5 separate regions of the Danio rerio genome follow, and all the other regions are linked to region 1. The links are chromatin contacts, called in public Hi-C, HiCAR-type and Micro-C maps. All regions are on one chromosome and are shown on one strand. Each heading gives the region's core, a stretch centred on a gene start, on an enhancer-like site or on the middle of the called end of the contact. The rest is flanking DNA. Distances are from core to core; before and after follow the strand shown.

Region 1 (2,547 bases), core at 24-2,523:
CAAATGCAAAATAGTTTTCATTGCATATTTACATGAATATAATTAATCTTTCTTAAAGTTAAAAGCGTAATTCCTCATGCCAGAATACTTTGAACTGACTTTAAAAAGTGCTCACACAGACACAGGCCCTAAAATAAATAATAAATGTTATGGCGACTTATGGTTAAACATTGCAATGATAATTTTTCACTGTAAAAACGTTACCATGACATGTAAAAATCTGAACTATTGACTCACAGACAGAGAGAGAGAGAGAGAGAGAGAGTGAGTGAGAGAGAAGAAAATTTTAAAACCAAGCACAGTTGACTAATATGAAAAGCATTGCTCTTTTTCTTCTCTGTTTAAAAGCGAGTGCTGAAGAGCAGATCAGTAATCAGGCTCTTGATACCATCTCCAATAACAGATGAGAAAGCAGCGAAGCATACGGCCTTTAATCAATGAAACCCTCGGCGTCAGATACTGTACAGCGTACAGTAGAGCGCAGAATTTGTTCAATCTGCCTGCGAGAAAGCATCAAAAAAAAGTCCCACATTCATCATTCGCGTCTTATCGAGCTGCAAAAGCTGGAACATTACGCCAGTTTATTCCTTCATGGATTTATTCATTCATAAATATTCATCCTCCACACGTCACACACACACACACATACACACATGATTTATCTGAAAGAGAAATATTGCTTTTCTAATATTACACAGCGAGATTTATTGTCTCTCATTACCATTGTTATCGCAGTAGCTTTCAAAGTAATCTATTTTTACCACTATGGGGCGTTCACTATATTTACCGCACAGGAATATCATTCGGGATCATACATCTTTCTCCAGAAATCCATACAAGTGTGGAATCAAAGGCGGAAATCTGCAGCACGAAGCATTCTGGGACCTCCTTTAATGGAAATGGTCTATTTTGCGGGGCATTAGAACGATCCGGGCCCGCCGTTTTAATTGGAGCGCTGTGTTTAAGCGGAGTGATGTATGAAATGAAGTTAAAGTCGGCCAATCTGGCTCATCTGGGCCTGAAACGCACACTCAAAAGGGGCCTCGATGAGATCAGATTCTGATTTAAGACTGAGGGAAATAACAAGGGAGAAATGAAATGGTAATTACTATTGATTACCTATGTGCATATGACCCCGCAGGCCTCGCTTTGCATACTTAAATCAACTTAAATAATTGGATTTGCTAATTTTTTGTATGTGTAAGCGAGAGCGCGTGTGGCCTGGACTCGGGAATACGTTCGTTCTCACTGAAGGAATGAAGTGAGTCAAGAAATGATGTAATTTGGCCGTTGTGATGCATTACCTCATGATTAGTTTGTTCTGTATGCGGGCGCTGGTTGTGTTTGTTGAACTTTGACACATTTGAAGAGATCAGATGCAAAAACCTCTGAGATATAGCAAATGATATGCTGTTTTTATTGCCTTTAAAGTGAAATCATGGAAAATAAACATGGGGGCCTGATAAAAATCGTCATTTTAGTGAACTTTGGCACATTTGAAAAGCTCAAATGCAAAAACCTTTAAGTTATGGCAAGTAATATGCTATTTTCTTTGCCTTTACAATGCATTAACTGAATATAAACATGGGACTCTTAAACAGTATCATCATTTTGTTGAACTTTGAAGAGTTCAGATGCAAAAACATCCAAGTTAAAGCAAATGATATGCTATTTTCATTGCCTTTGCAGTGAAATAACCGAACATAAACATGGGAGCCTGAAATAAATGATCATTTTGGTGAACTTTGGCACATTTGAGGAGTACAATTGCAAAAACCTTAAAGTTGTGGCAAATTAAATGCTATTTTAATTGCATTTAAAACTAAATAACTCAATTTAAACATAGGAGTCTGATAAAAATTGTCATTTTGGTAAACGTTGACACATTTGAAGAGTACAATTGCAAAAACCTCTAATTTATGGCTAATAATATGCTATTTCCTTTGCATTTAAAGTGAAATAACTGAACATGAACATGGTAGTCTGAATAAAATTGTCATTTTGGTAATATTTGGCTCATTTGAAGACTAAAATTGCAAAAGCCTTTAAGTTAAGTTAGAAAAATGCTGTTTTAATTGCATTTAAAATGTAATAACTGAATTTAAACATAGAAGCTTGATAAAAAGGAGTCATTTTGGTTAACTTGGACACTTTTAAAGAGTCCAGAAGCAAAAAAAAACTCCAAGTTATGGCAAATAATATGCTATTTTCATTGCCTTTAAGGTGAAATAGGTAAACATAAACCTAGGAGCCTGAGAAAAATTGTCATTTTGGTAAACTTTGACATATTTGAAGGCTTCAGATGGCAAAAACTTTAAGTTATGGCAAATAGTATGCTATTTTCATTGCATTTAAAGTAAAAGAACTGAACATAAACATAGGCCCCTAAAACAATAATAATCATTTGGTGAACTTTGGCACATTTGAAGAGTTCAGATGTAAAAACCTCTAAGTTATGGCAAATAATATGCTATTTTCATTGCATTTAAATTGTAATAACTGAATTTAAGCATGGAAGCTTGATAAAAAGGAGTCATTTTGGTTAAC
Region 2 (2,547 bases), core at 17-2,516, 420 kb before region 1:
TTTTTTAATACAAGAAAACCAATTATCATTCTGTAATTAAAGTTGAATTATACATTAGCTGTCAAAACTTTGTAACAACTCTACTAACTCTAACTAACTAACTAACTAACTAACTAACTAACTAACTAACTAACTAACTAACTAACTAACTAACTAACTAACTAACTAACTAACCAACTAACTCATTAACTAACTAACTAACTAACTGTAAATGTGTTTTTAATTATTAAAGTAATTGGCCCAGCAGTTTATTACACTTACTAGCAACATCCAACAATGTTGAACAGCATGAGTCTGAACACTTGTAATTTCAGTATAATATACATATAATTATATAAATATATTTATATATATATATATATTTGTAAATTTGTAAATGCATAAAAAAATTACTTTAAAATAAATCAACTTTTTTTCCCCCATTGCATAGAATAATCTCTTTAAATGGCCATGAGTAGGCTCATACGGAATCTGTTCATGCAGAAATCCGCAGATTTCCACAGAAATCTAGCCTATCATTAAGTCTATTTATTTACTTGTGTAAATCTGTGTACATTTATCTTTATTCAGTTTTTAAATTAATTTCACTAACATTAATGACTAATATGAAAGTGTTCATATGATTTATTCAGAATACAGTTTGTAAAGTAATATTTTCTGTCTTTCAGTAGATATATTATATGAGAGATGTGCTTTGTTTACCAAATAAGTAGATCTAATTGGATTTGCATTGAAAACATTAAGGTTAAAAAGGTATAATTTGTTTATTTCATATATTAAAGTTTTAGTTACGATACTCCCAAAATAATTACGCATAAATCTGCAGATTATTTACAAAATTCTTTACAAAAATAGCAAAAACTGTCCGCAGATTCTGTCTGGCCTCAGCCATGAGTTACTGTATAAATGCTTTTTAAAAATAATACTAAAAGCATACACATACCTGTGAGGGTGATGTTGTGGTTCAGCGTTATGAAGATAACTTCTGATGTAGCTTGTTTGGCCATTTCAGCAGTTTAGGCCTCCTGAGGCTCCAGCAAAGGTAATGTCGCCAGTCAATTCTTAATTCCACATAAGAATAACAGTCTATGCTCTATTAAAATCATTCTAAACAAGCATTACAAATAAAACCCATTTACAAGCACACATAATCCTACTTGGGTACTATATATATACCAGGTTGGGTCAATTCCGCAAAGGCAAGACTCGCATGTAACCACCAACTTGGTTTTCCATCTTACCTCTTACTCTGTCCTGACAACAACTGTTCTCAGACAACAGAAGACGAGAGATGTGAGCTCCATTGTAGGGCTATTCTTACCCACCAAAGGCATGTCGGCACGCAGGCCTTGCTGTGATATTTGGGCTCTGTTTGTCCTTACAGGAGAATAGCTATTAGTATCAGGCATCAAATAACCCATATTAAACTCACAAGTATAATTGAGGGCACTCCTGAGGTCTTGGAGGACTTTGAATGTTGATTTGCTTTTATTTGACCTACTAAACTAATAGTTAACACAAACAAAATCAAATTATGTTATCATTTACTTATTTATCGTTTCAAACCTATTTTAGTTTCTCTTTTCTATTAAAAACAAGATGATATTTAGTAAAACTTTGACTTCCGGAGTATTTTATTAATATTTAATATTATATTACTTGACTATATTCACAGTTTTGACTTATTAAATGCCAAAAATTAGACAATCATTTTTATTTGTCTGGAAAATGCTTCTTGATTTAAGAGTTTTTAGATACTTTGTACTGGAAACAGGACAAAACCTGAAAAAAGAATTTTTTTTAAGTGGAAAAAACCCTCATTATACAACTTTGTATAAGATCTCTTTAGCTTGGCTTTTGTTAGCTAGGTTGATCTACTTTTATTACTTTATTAAAAAGAATCCCCTCTTTAGCTCTGTCCTTGAGGTGTTTGACATGACTGAGAGCTACAGGGATCAGAGAAGATCACGCTGGAATCTAGAAGCTTTTAGCTCACTCTAAATGACCTCTGAATGAGAGACATCTGGACGGAGGATTTGAAGGACTTGGGTTATAATGAATGGAGATTTATGGGATCACAATTATAATACAGCAACTGTTTTGTAGTGAACACTCATTGGATAACCTCCTTTAATAAATGCGCATTGACAGAAGTTGTAGTGGACTAAAAAAAAAAAAGTTTTCCTATTTTATTTAGGTTAAAAAAAGAAAAGTTTGAAATGCGCAATTATTATTAATCAAAATCCCATTGCAGACACTGTTGAAAGTAGTGTTTATAAATCTGTAAATGCTTTGTGCACTTAAATATCTACTAGTCATATTCCGATATTGTATATCGTGACAACGAGCATGCACAATATGGACATTGTAGGCGATATGAATAATTAGTGTCTTTTAAGAATATTAACATTGCATTTGCGGTGGTGTTCATAACAGCTGACAAATGGTTGGAGACTTAATTGGTTAACTTAATAGTTAAGCATTAATACTTTCACATAATCTAGCCTACTACATGCTGAAATATTGATTGACAAGCATGTGACTATT
Region 3 (2,547 bases), core at 31-2,530, 350 kb before region 1:
GCCAACACCGGGAGAACATGCAAACTCCACACAGAAATTGACCAATTGACCCATCCGGGACTCGAACCAGTGACCTCCTTGCTGTGAGGCGACATTTATTATTTTAATAAGCATATTTTTATTCACCAAGGCCAAGTTTATTTGGTCAAAACACAGTAAAACAGTCACACTGTGAAAATAAATTACAATTTAAAGTAACTCTTTCATATTTTAATAGATTTTAAAATGCAGTTGCATTGGTGTGACTTTTTCCAATTTTACTATCAGAAATTCAGAGTCACATGATGCTTCCTAAATCATTCTTACTGTATGTGCTAAATTAGTTCTCAGTTATTCTTATTGATCATTATAATATATCGTAATGAAAAACATAGAAACATAATATATATAATTGAATATATACAATAAATATAATTTAAGAAATCATTATTAATAGTGGCAGTAGGTAGTGCTGTCGCCTTACAGCAAGAAGGTCACTGGGTTGCTGGTTTGAGCCTCGGCTGGGTCAGTTGGCGTTTCTGTGTGGAGTTTGCATGTTCTCCCTGCGTTCGCTGGGTTTCCTCCGGGTGCTCTGGTTTCCCCCACAGTCCAATTACAGGTGGATTGGGTAGCAATCCAGGTGAATAAATATAATTTAAGAAATCATCATGAATGGTAAAATAAGAAAGGTGCCTACAGGGTCAAAGTTACTGTTATCAATAATATAAACAAAAACACAAATGTTCTTAATATATTTTATACACATTTTCTTAGACTAATTATCAGCTCTAAAAACAATCACCTGGTCAACTTCTATGCTTCCTACAAGCCATACATTTTTAGGATTCAGATAGAAAGATCAAAAGTACAGCATTTATTCCGAACAGAAACCCTGTCGCTTTTAATCAGTTTAATGCATCTTAGCTAAAAACAAATAATTTAATTTGTAAAAGTAACTTTTGAACAGTAGCGTATGTATGAAATGAAAAATAGATCAGAATGTGGAGTCTTGGCAAATCTGGGTGCACTTTGAGATATTGTTTACCTCTTGTATTTTTTATTTATTTATTTTTAAAACTCATATGAAGAAGACGCATATTAAGTCTTTTTAGTCCTGATTGCTGTCTGCAGGAATAAAGGAGATAACATTTAGATTCTTCTTTGCTTTGAGTCGCATGACTGAATGGATTACAGTTGTATTTCTGAAGTAAAAGTCTCCGGGAATCAGCTCTCAGACTCCCTGCAGCGATGTGTAAAATTATTCAGTTTCCTGCCGCTCATGTGAAGGTGTTTCTCTTTAACAGTGATGTAATGAGGATTTGCGGAGGTGTGAAGCTGTAGATAGATGCCAAATGTCTTTATATGTTGTGGTTTCCTGTAGAATGACTGTCTGTGTTTTTTTTAGCTACGTGTAAAAAGAAAAACCTTTATTCCAGTTCTCATCTAAAAGACAGACAAGTTTTTTTATGCAACACAGGGTCATTGGGAAAATGTGCCCAGGGCTCTCATTTTTGAGAGCCAAGAAGTGTCTGCTTACTGGTACATATGGCTGAATTGTGTGTGCAAAATAAACATAATGGAGCAATTGCGAAGACTGTTTACCTCTATATTAGTAACATTTAGACTTTAGAATTTAAAATTTATTCTGGAAATCTCTGACTTTATTCTTGAAATATTTTGACTTCAATCTTGTATAACTACTACTTAATACTCATAATATTTACACTTTGTTCTTGAAATATTACGACTTTATTCTCATATAACTAAGGCTTTATTCTCGCAATAATTCTGCTTTATTCTCAAAATATTATAACTTTAATGTCATGTAACTCTAACTTCTCTCTCGTGACATTTCAACTTTATTCGTAACATTTAGATTTTATTTTCAAAATTTTAACTTGATTCTTTTGAATATTGAATATTTTTACATCATTCTCGAAATTTTATGACTTTAATCTTGTATAACCCCAAGTTTACTCTAGTAATATTTCAACTTTATTCTCAGAATATTACAAGTTTAATCTCTTATAACTCTGACTATATTCTCGTAACATTTTGGCTTTATTTTTAAAACATTACGACTTTAATCGTGTTTAACTGTGACTTTATTCTTAGATTTTGAATATATTCTCGAAATATTATGACTTTAATCTCATATATCTCGTATATCACACAGGGAGCAGATTGAAGTTTGCTGGTAAACCAGCTCAGCTGTGGTATTGAGGTGGATATTTCCACCAACAATCCCTGCTGGTACCGGAATCGAACCTGCATGGCCATCTATAACGATCTAATAAGTGACTTAATTCTCGTAACATTTTGACTTTATTTTTGAAATATTACCACTTTAATCTTTATTTCTTTATACATTTTTTAAATGCCACTAAATGCCGTCATAGCAGTAACTATAATAGTCAGATAATAGTACTATTATTATTATATATTTAAATTAAATAACACTCCACAAATTATCCGTGGTCTAGAGTTTCTGAATGTGTATAAAAGAGTATATACTGTGTAAGTACTATTTTGCATGTCTGAATATTGCTTTTATTTTGAATTCAGATG
Region 4 (2,547 bases), core at 15-2,514, 330 kb before region 1:
AATGCGTGTGAAATATTTTTAAACGTTATTTGAGTGTGCATGGCCAAAAGTGTCTATTTAGATGAAGCTCTGAAGCCATATATAACTAACTGTGTTATATAGCACGCACATGATAATGAGGCGCAAACAGAGGTGTGAAGACTGCTGAAGATCCTGACTTCTGCTGTGCTGTTTGAGCTGTTAAAGGTCCCGTGAAATTAAAATAAAGTTTTTTAGATGTTAGTTTCAGTTTGTTTTAAGGATATCTATAAGCTAGTGTGCTCCAAATCAGGGACAAAATTCATGTTTGGAAAATATGAAACTGAAATAAGCACCCAAAGCTTGCGGTTTGTTGCTTCCGCCTAAATGCATCAAGATTTTTTTCATCTCACATCACACTTTAGTTTCTCGTCTGACCACTCAAATGCTGTCTATCTGACATGCCCCGCCCCCTTCCCCTGCACTTGATCTCAATCACTCTCACTGGCAGAGCTGTGCTGAAAAAACGGAGACTTTATGTAGTGTAATTTATTAATAAAGAGTTGCAAATATATATACATTATAACTCTTATTTCTAAATATTTCCCTTTACTATAAATTACTACAGTATTTACATGTGTAACACCTGGTTTTATAGGATTTTTTAGTTCATGCTTTTATATATATATTGTAATTTGTTTCTGTTTAGTACAATATTATTTGCAGTAAATAACTGAACTGAACACTTATGCCTCATATGTTTCATTGACAGTTTTATTGATCACTAAGATATGATTGCCTTGGATTGACGTTGCTTCGTTTCAAAAATGAAAATTGCAAAAATAGCTTGGATATAGCGATGCTACTTTTGCCAAGTAGCTTTTAGCTTAGTTAAGCTACATTTTAAGTTTTATGTAGCTTGCCCAACACTGTTAAAATCTGCCGAAAAAATCTAAATAATCTAATTTTCAGCTCATTTTAAATAAGTAATTTCTACAAGCTTAATTTTTTTTTCGAGTGTACAGTGAAGGAAAATGTTGTTTTCTACAGAAATAAAAATAAAAAGTGAGTTTTGCAAGTTGCGCAATTGAAGATCAGCTTCCCTAAAACCTAGTTTCATTAGTCTCTGAAATAGTAGTGTAGTTCTATAAACTGTAACTTCTTGGCAACTGGAATGAGTGTTTTGGTGTTTTGCTCTGGGTTTGGGGATTGTTGTTTGAAAAAGCGGTTAAGTACACAATGACATAATAGCGGTGAAGTTTGAGTTGTTCTCTCTGAGTGAAAACATTAGAGGAAAGAGCGGCGCTAGCGTGACGTAAACATCGCTTCATGTTTCCTCATTCACTTGTATCCTCAGATGACCTTTTTTGTTGTGCGTTAGAACAATGGAAATGCATATCTCTAAATATCCAACAGCTGACACTGTCCATTTGTATTTGTTTCCCTGCCCTTTTAAAGTCTATTTAGGTTATGTTTTTAAAAAATGGCATTAGCAGTTTTGTTCCCTTACTGTAATGGATTCGTTGGGTGACATTAGCTAAGCTAACGTCTGGACTGAAAATGGACGGTTAGCATTACTGGGTGAACATCTGGATATGATTTATTAGACTGCAACACTTATATAACAAGACTGCATGCTAATTACATCTTCACAAACCTAAAAACAAGATCATTATTATTGTCCTGTTCATATTAGGCAAATATAAAAGACAGACAGACAGAAAAAGGAAAGGATAGATAGATAGATAGATAGATAGATAGATAGATAGATAGATAGATAGATAGATAGATAGATAGATAGATAGATAGATAGATAGATAGATAGATAGATAGATAGATAGATAGATAGATAGATAGATAGATAGATAGATAGATAGATAGATAGATAGATAGACTAATAAAAAAAGAGGAAGGAAGGAAGGAAGGAAGGAAGGAAGGAAGGAAGGAAGGAAGGAAGGAAGGAAGGAAGAAAGAAAGAAAGAAAGAAAGAAAGAAAGAAAGAAAGAAAGAAAGAAAGAAAGAAAGAAAGAAAGAAAGAAAGAAAGAAAGAAAAAAAGAAAGAAAAAGAAAGAAGGGAGGGAGCGAGGGAGAGGGAGGGAGGGAAGGAAGGAAGGATGGATGGATGGATAGACGGATGAGCAGATGGATAAGCAAATAGACAGATGTATGGATGGATGGTTGGATGAATTACTGGATTAACAGATAGATGGATAGATGGATAGATGGATGGATGGATGGATGGATGGATGGATGGATGGATGGATGGATGGATGGATGGATGGATGGATGGAGGGATGGATGGATGGATGGACGGATGAGCAGATGGATGAGCAAATAGACAGATGGACGGACGAATGGATGTATGGAAGGATGGTTGGATGAATTATTGTTTTAACAGATGGATGGATAAATGGATGGATGGAAAAATAGAGTAAAAAGCATTTACTCTACTAATTAAAGGCAAACTCCTTTTGCTGTTTAACTTCTTTATCTGCTTCCTCATAAATGTTAATGTTGCCAAGCTGCCGACCATGATATCTCCCCCCTGAACACATCTGCTAAAATATCCCCAGATTATGATTTCAGCAC
Region 5 (2,547 bases), core at 14-2,513, 280 kb before region 1:
AATCAAACCAAACCTGCCAAGTGTTAACACTGTGAAACTGGTGCTGCAGAAGTGTTTTGCCAGAAACCGATATACTGTTACAGTTTGGTCCCAAAACTAATTGAACTGTTTGTCAGCAGTTATATTGAGACATACTAATTAAGCTGCCACTTTTACAAGTTCTCAATAAATAAACAAAGAAACTTCAAATCTAGGCTTTTCTCCATTGAATCTTGCCAATTTCCAGCACTGATCATACAGTAAGTGACTCAACTGAATCTGCAGAAACTTCTTTAAAGAAACACTCACATATTTAAGCGTAATATTCATGGTACTTCAGTACTGTACCATACCTGCAACAGGCATAATGATATTACTCAGTGCTGTTAACTAGCTGAAGAAGAAATGCAGAAATGCATGTTAAGAAATGCAATCCAAATTTATTTCTCTTGGTGGAGTAGTTAAAGGGTTAAACATATCTAAAACAGTACAACATTCCATGCCAATAAAGCAACCTGAACTTGAGAATAGAAATAGCATTAAAAATAAAACAATTAAAACAGTTAAAAACCACTTATTGTTTCAATGATCCATGCTTAGCTAAGCTAAAAGTGCTCCTGCCATAACCAGAGATTGATTGAATGGGTTAAAAATATGGTAACTCTGTTTTATTTATTTCTCTCCCGCTAGCACTGAAAACTCTGGGATCAGTTGAACTTTTTAAAAAGCATTTAAAGACACCTCTTTTACTTGATTTCTCTTATTGTAAAGCACTTTGTGACTCTGAAAGTTCTTTGTGTCTGGGAAAGGTGCTATATAAATAAATAAACCTAAACCTTTTGTATAGGGTACTTGAAATAATAAACTATTTCCAAAGAAAATAGAGTATTTCTGTAAAGTTCACTATTGTAAGTGATACAAATTTTGCTCCTGTTGTGTTAAAGTCAACAAGAATTTAAAAACTACTATCGCTATGTCCAAAATATGCATTTCTGGCCTTAATAGTCTGACATATAATGTTTGCTTTTTCTTCCTGAATGTCTGTTTTGCACAGAAATATGTCACATTACAGCAGCCGAATGGGTTGCAAATGCCATTTCAGGTTGACTTCTGCTTTGCTTCTTTCATTCAAGATCAACAATTTTGTAACAGAATTTAACAAAAAGACGTTAGTACAGCTATGGCAAAATAAAGGCAAAAAGATTCATGCCATTCCATCAGCAAGCCCACACACGCCCCCACAAACATATAGTGTGTGTAAGGGCCAAGGAGAGCCAAAAAAAAAGTGTTTACTGTCATATCTGTCAGACCGGGCTTTTTTTTCTCTCTCAAACTTCACACTCCCCCTTTGGCCAAGAGCTGAAGAAACACAGGTTAGAAAGGTTACAGGTGCAGCAGGGAAAACTCACCTTGAGGGAAACATCGGAAATGTCATTCATGAGCGAGAAAGAGGGAGCAAATGCCCACCCTGAACATAATCCAGCCCTGTACCGCAGTCATGCAGGTTCTGCATACACACATGCAAAACAAGCACACACTCACACATGCGCACTGCAATCTCGACATATAAAAAGAGCATCTATAATTGCATCTCCACCTGTGAAAAGAGGAGGGCAAAATAACCTCAGGGCTTTTCTGCCAATATCGCCACGAAGTCAGAGAAAATTAAACAAATGGTGTTCTGACTGGTTGAGCACGCATGCATTTAAAGCTCATATCTGACTTGAGCTCTTAACAGAGAGTGGGAAAGGCTGTGTGTGTGTTTTTTAGCTCTAAACTCTCGAAGGCTGTGTGATTTTGAAGTGTTAAGAATACATCTGCTGAGAGAGAGGGAGAGAGTTTGATCAAGAGATTTAGGACGTGTCCACATTTATGTACATGGGTAATTTTATTAGCGATTCAAATGTAGTCATTCAATTGAATGGGTAGTCATCAGCTGTTAGAAACCTACTGGTAGGCTCAGAGGGCTGTTATCTTACATCCATATGGTCAATCAGCTATAGATCACATACAGCTGCGGCCGGAAGTAACAAGAATTATTTATATTATTTATTAAATTTAACATCATTTGTATTTTATTAACCTCTATTCAACCCTAAACCCAACTGTCAGTAATGTAAACACAGATCTGGATCTGGAGTTTTCTCTATTAGTGTAGCTATTAACCATGTGGATGGATGATTACAGCCTTCTGAGCCTACCAGTAGGTGCAGAAGGCCCCTTCTGGCCCATATCTATCAGCTGATAACCACTGATAACGCCCATTCAATTGAGTAATAACATTTAAAGCGGGTGATTTTCATATAATTTATAAAAAATAAATAAATAAATAATCTGTCCAGATTAAAACACAAAACGCACTGTGATGCATGTTATGGGCACGCTAAACCAACAGGGGGCGATAAAAGCCTTTTATGCTGAGTTTACAACAAATGTGATACTACAGTACATTGCATTTAAACTATGCAAACATGAGAACAGAAGCGGATTACTGTCTCATAGTAGGGCTGAACGATAAATCGCATTCGATTGTTGTGTAGCTCCGCCCTCTTTTGAAAAGGGCCCAAT

What was found. Hi-C and Micro-C count contacts between places; a contact is called where the count stands out from the background. HiCAR-type assays count read pairs that join an accessible place to other places.
Region 2: a Hi-C map of embryo shows a contact between it and region 1, with 3 times the contacts expected there. The contact joins the promoter of gjd4 here to the enhancer-like site in region 1. A contact is called at or near these places in 4 of 18 Hi-C or Micro-C datasets (caudal fin, embryo, hematopoietic stem cells and 1 more) and 2 of 4 datasets of contacts at active chromatin or transcription factors (caudal fin and embryo).
Region 3: a Micro-C map of caudal fin shows a contact between it and region 1, with 8 times the contacts expected there. The contact joins two enhancer-like sites. A contact is called at or near these places in 8 of 18 Hi-C or Micro-C datasets (caudal fin, embryo, fibroblasts and 3 more) and 1 of 4 datasets of contacts at active chromatin or transcription factors (caudal fin).
Region 4: a contact with region 1 is called in a HiCAR-type map of caudal fin, with 7 times the contacts expected there. The contact joins two enhancer-like sites. A contact is called at or near these places in 2 of 18 Hi-C or Micro-C datasets (caudal fin and an unstated tissue) and 1 of 4 datasets of contacts at active chromatin or transcription factors (caudal fin).
Region 5: a HiCAR-type map of caudal fin shows a contact between it and region 1, with 5 times the contacts expected there. The contact joins two enhancer-like sites. A contact is called at or near these places in 1 of 18 Hi-C or Micro-C datasets (an unstated tissue) and 1 of 4 datasets of contacts at active chromatin or transcription factors (caudal fin).

What each region holds. Positions count from the first base shown.
Region 1 is chr24:4,196,762-4,199,308 of GRCz12tu, reverse strand. The region is part of intron 1 of adarb2 (adenosine deaminase RNA specific B2 (inactive)); the gene reads left to right. All of the region lies in intron 2 of LOC141380808 (a long non-coding RNA gene), which reads right to left. Among named protein-coding and RNA genes, the nearest start is that of pfkpa, 45 kb to the right of the region's middle. Within about 2 kb of position 1,273, at least 5 of the 62 cell types and tissues checked have an H3K27ac peak or open chromatin away from gene starts, as enhancers often do. A contact at or near this core is called in caudal fin, where this site is marked.
Region 2 is chr24:4,621,421-4,623,967 of GRCz12tu, reverse strand. It overlaps gjd4 (gap junction protein delta 4), which reads right to left and starts at 1,266. Exons shown (of 2, transcript XM_021470260.3): 1 at 944-1,266. The coding sequence starts at 1,007.
Region 3 is chr24:4,547,489-4,550,035 of GRCz12tu, reverse strand. No RefSeq gene overlaps it. Among named protein-coding and RNA genes, the nearest start is that of ccny, 13 kb to the left of the region's middle. Within about 2 kb of position 1,280, at least 2 of the 62 cell types and tissues checked have an H3K27ac peak or open chromatin away from gene starts, as enhancers often do. A contact at or near this core is called in caudal fin, where this site is marked.
Region 4 is chr24:4,526,613-4,529,159 of GRCz12tu, reverse strand. No RefSeq gene overlaps it. Among named protein-coding and RNA genes, the nearest start is that of ccny, 34 kb to the left of the region's middle. Within about 2 kb of position 1,264, at least 15 of the 62 cell types and tissues checked have an H3K27ac peak or open chromatin away from gene starts, as enhancers often do. A contact at or near this core is called in caudal fin, where this site is marked.
Region 5 is chr24:4,479,192-4,481,738 of GRCz12tu, reverse strand. No RefSeq gene overlaps it. Among named protein-coding and RNA genes, the nearest start is that of ccny, 81 kb to the left of the region's middle. Within about 2 kb of position 1,263, at least 1 of the 62 cell types and tissues checked has an H3K27ac peak or open chromatin away from gene starts, as enhancers often do. A contact at or near this core is called in caudal fin, where this site is marked.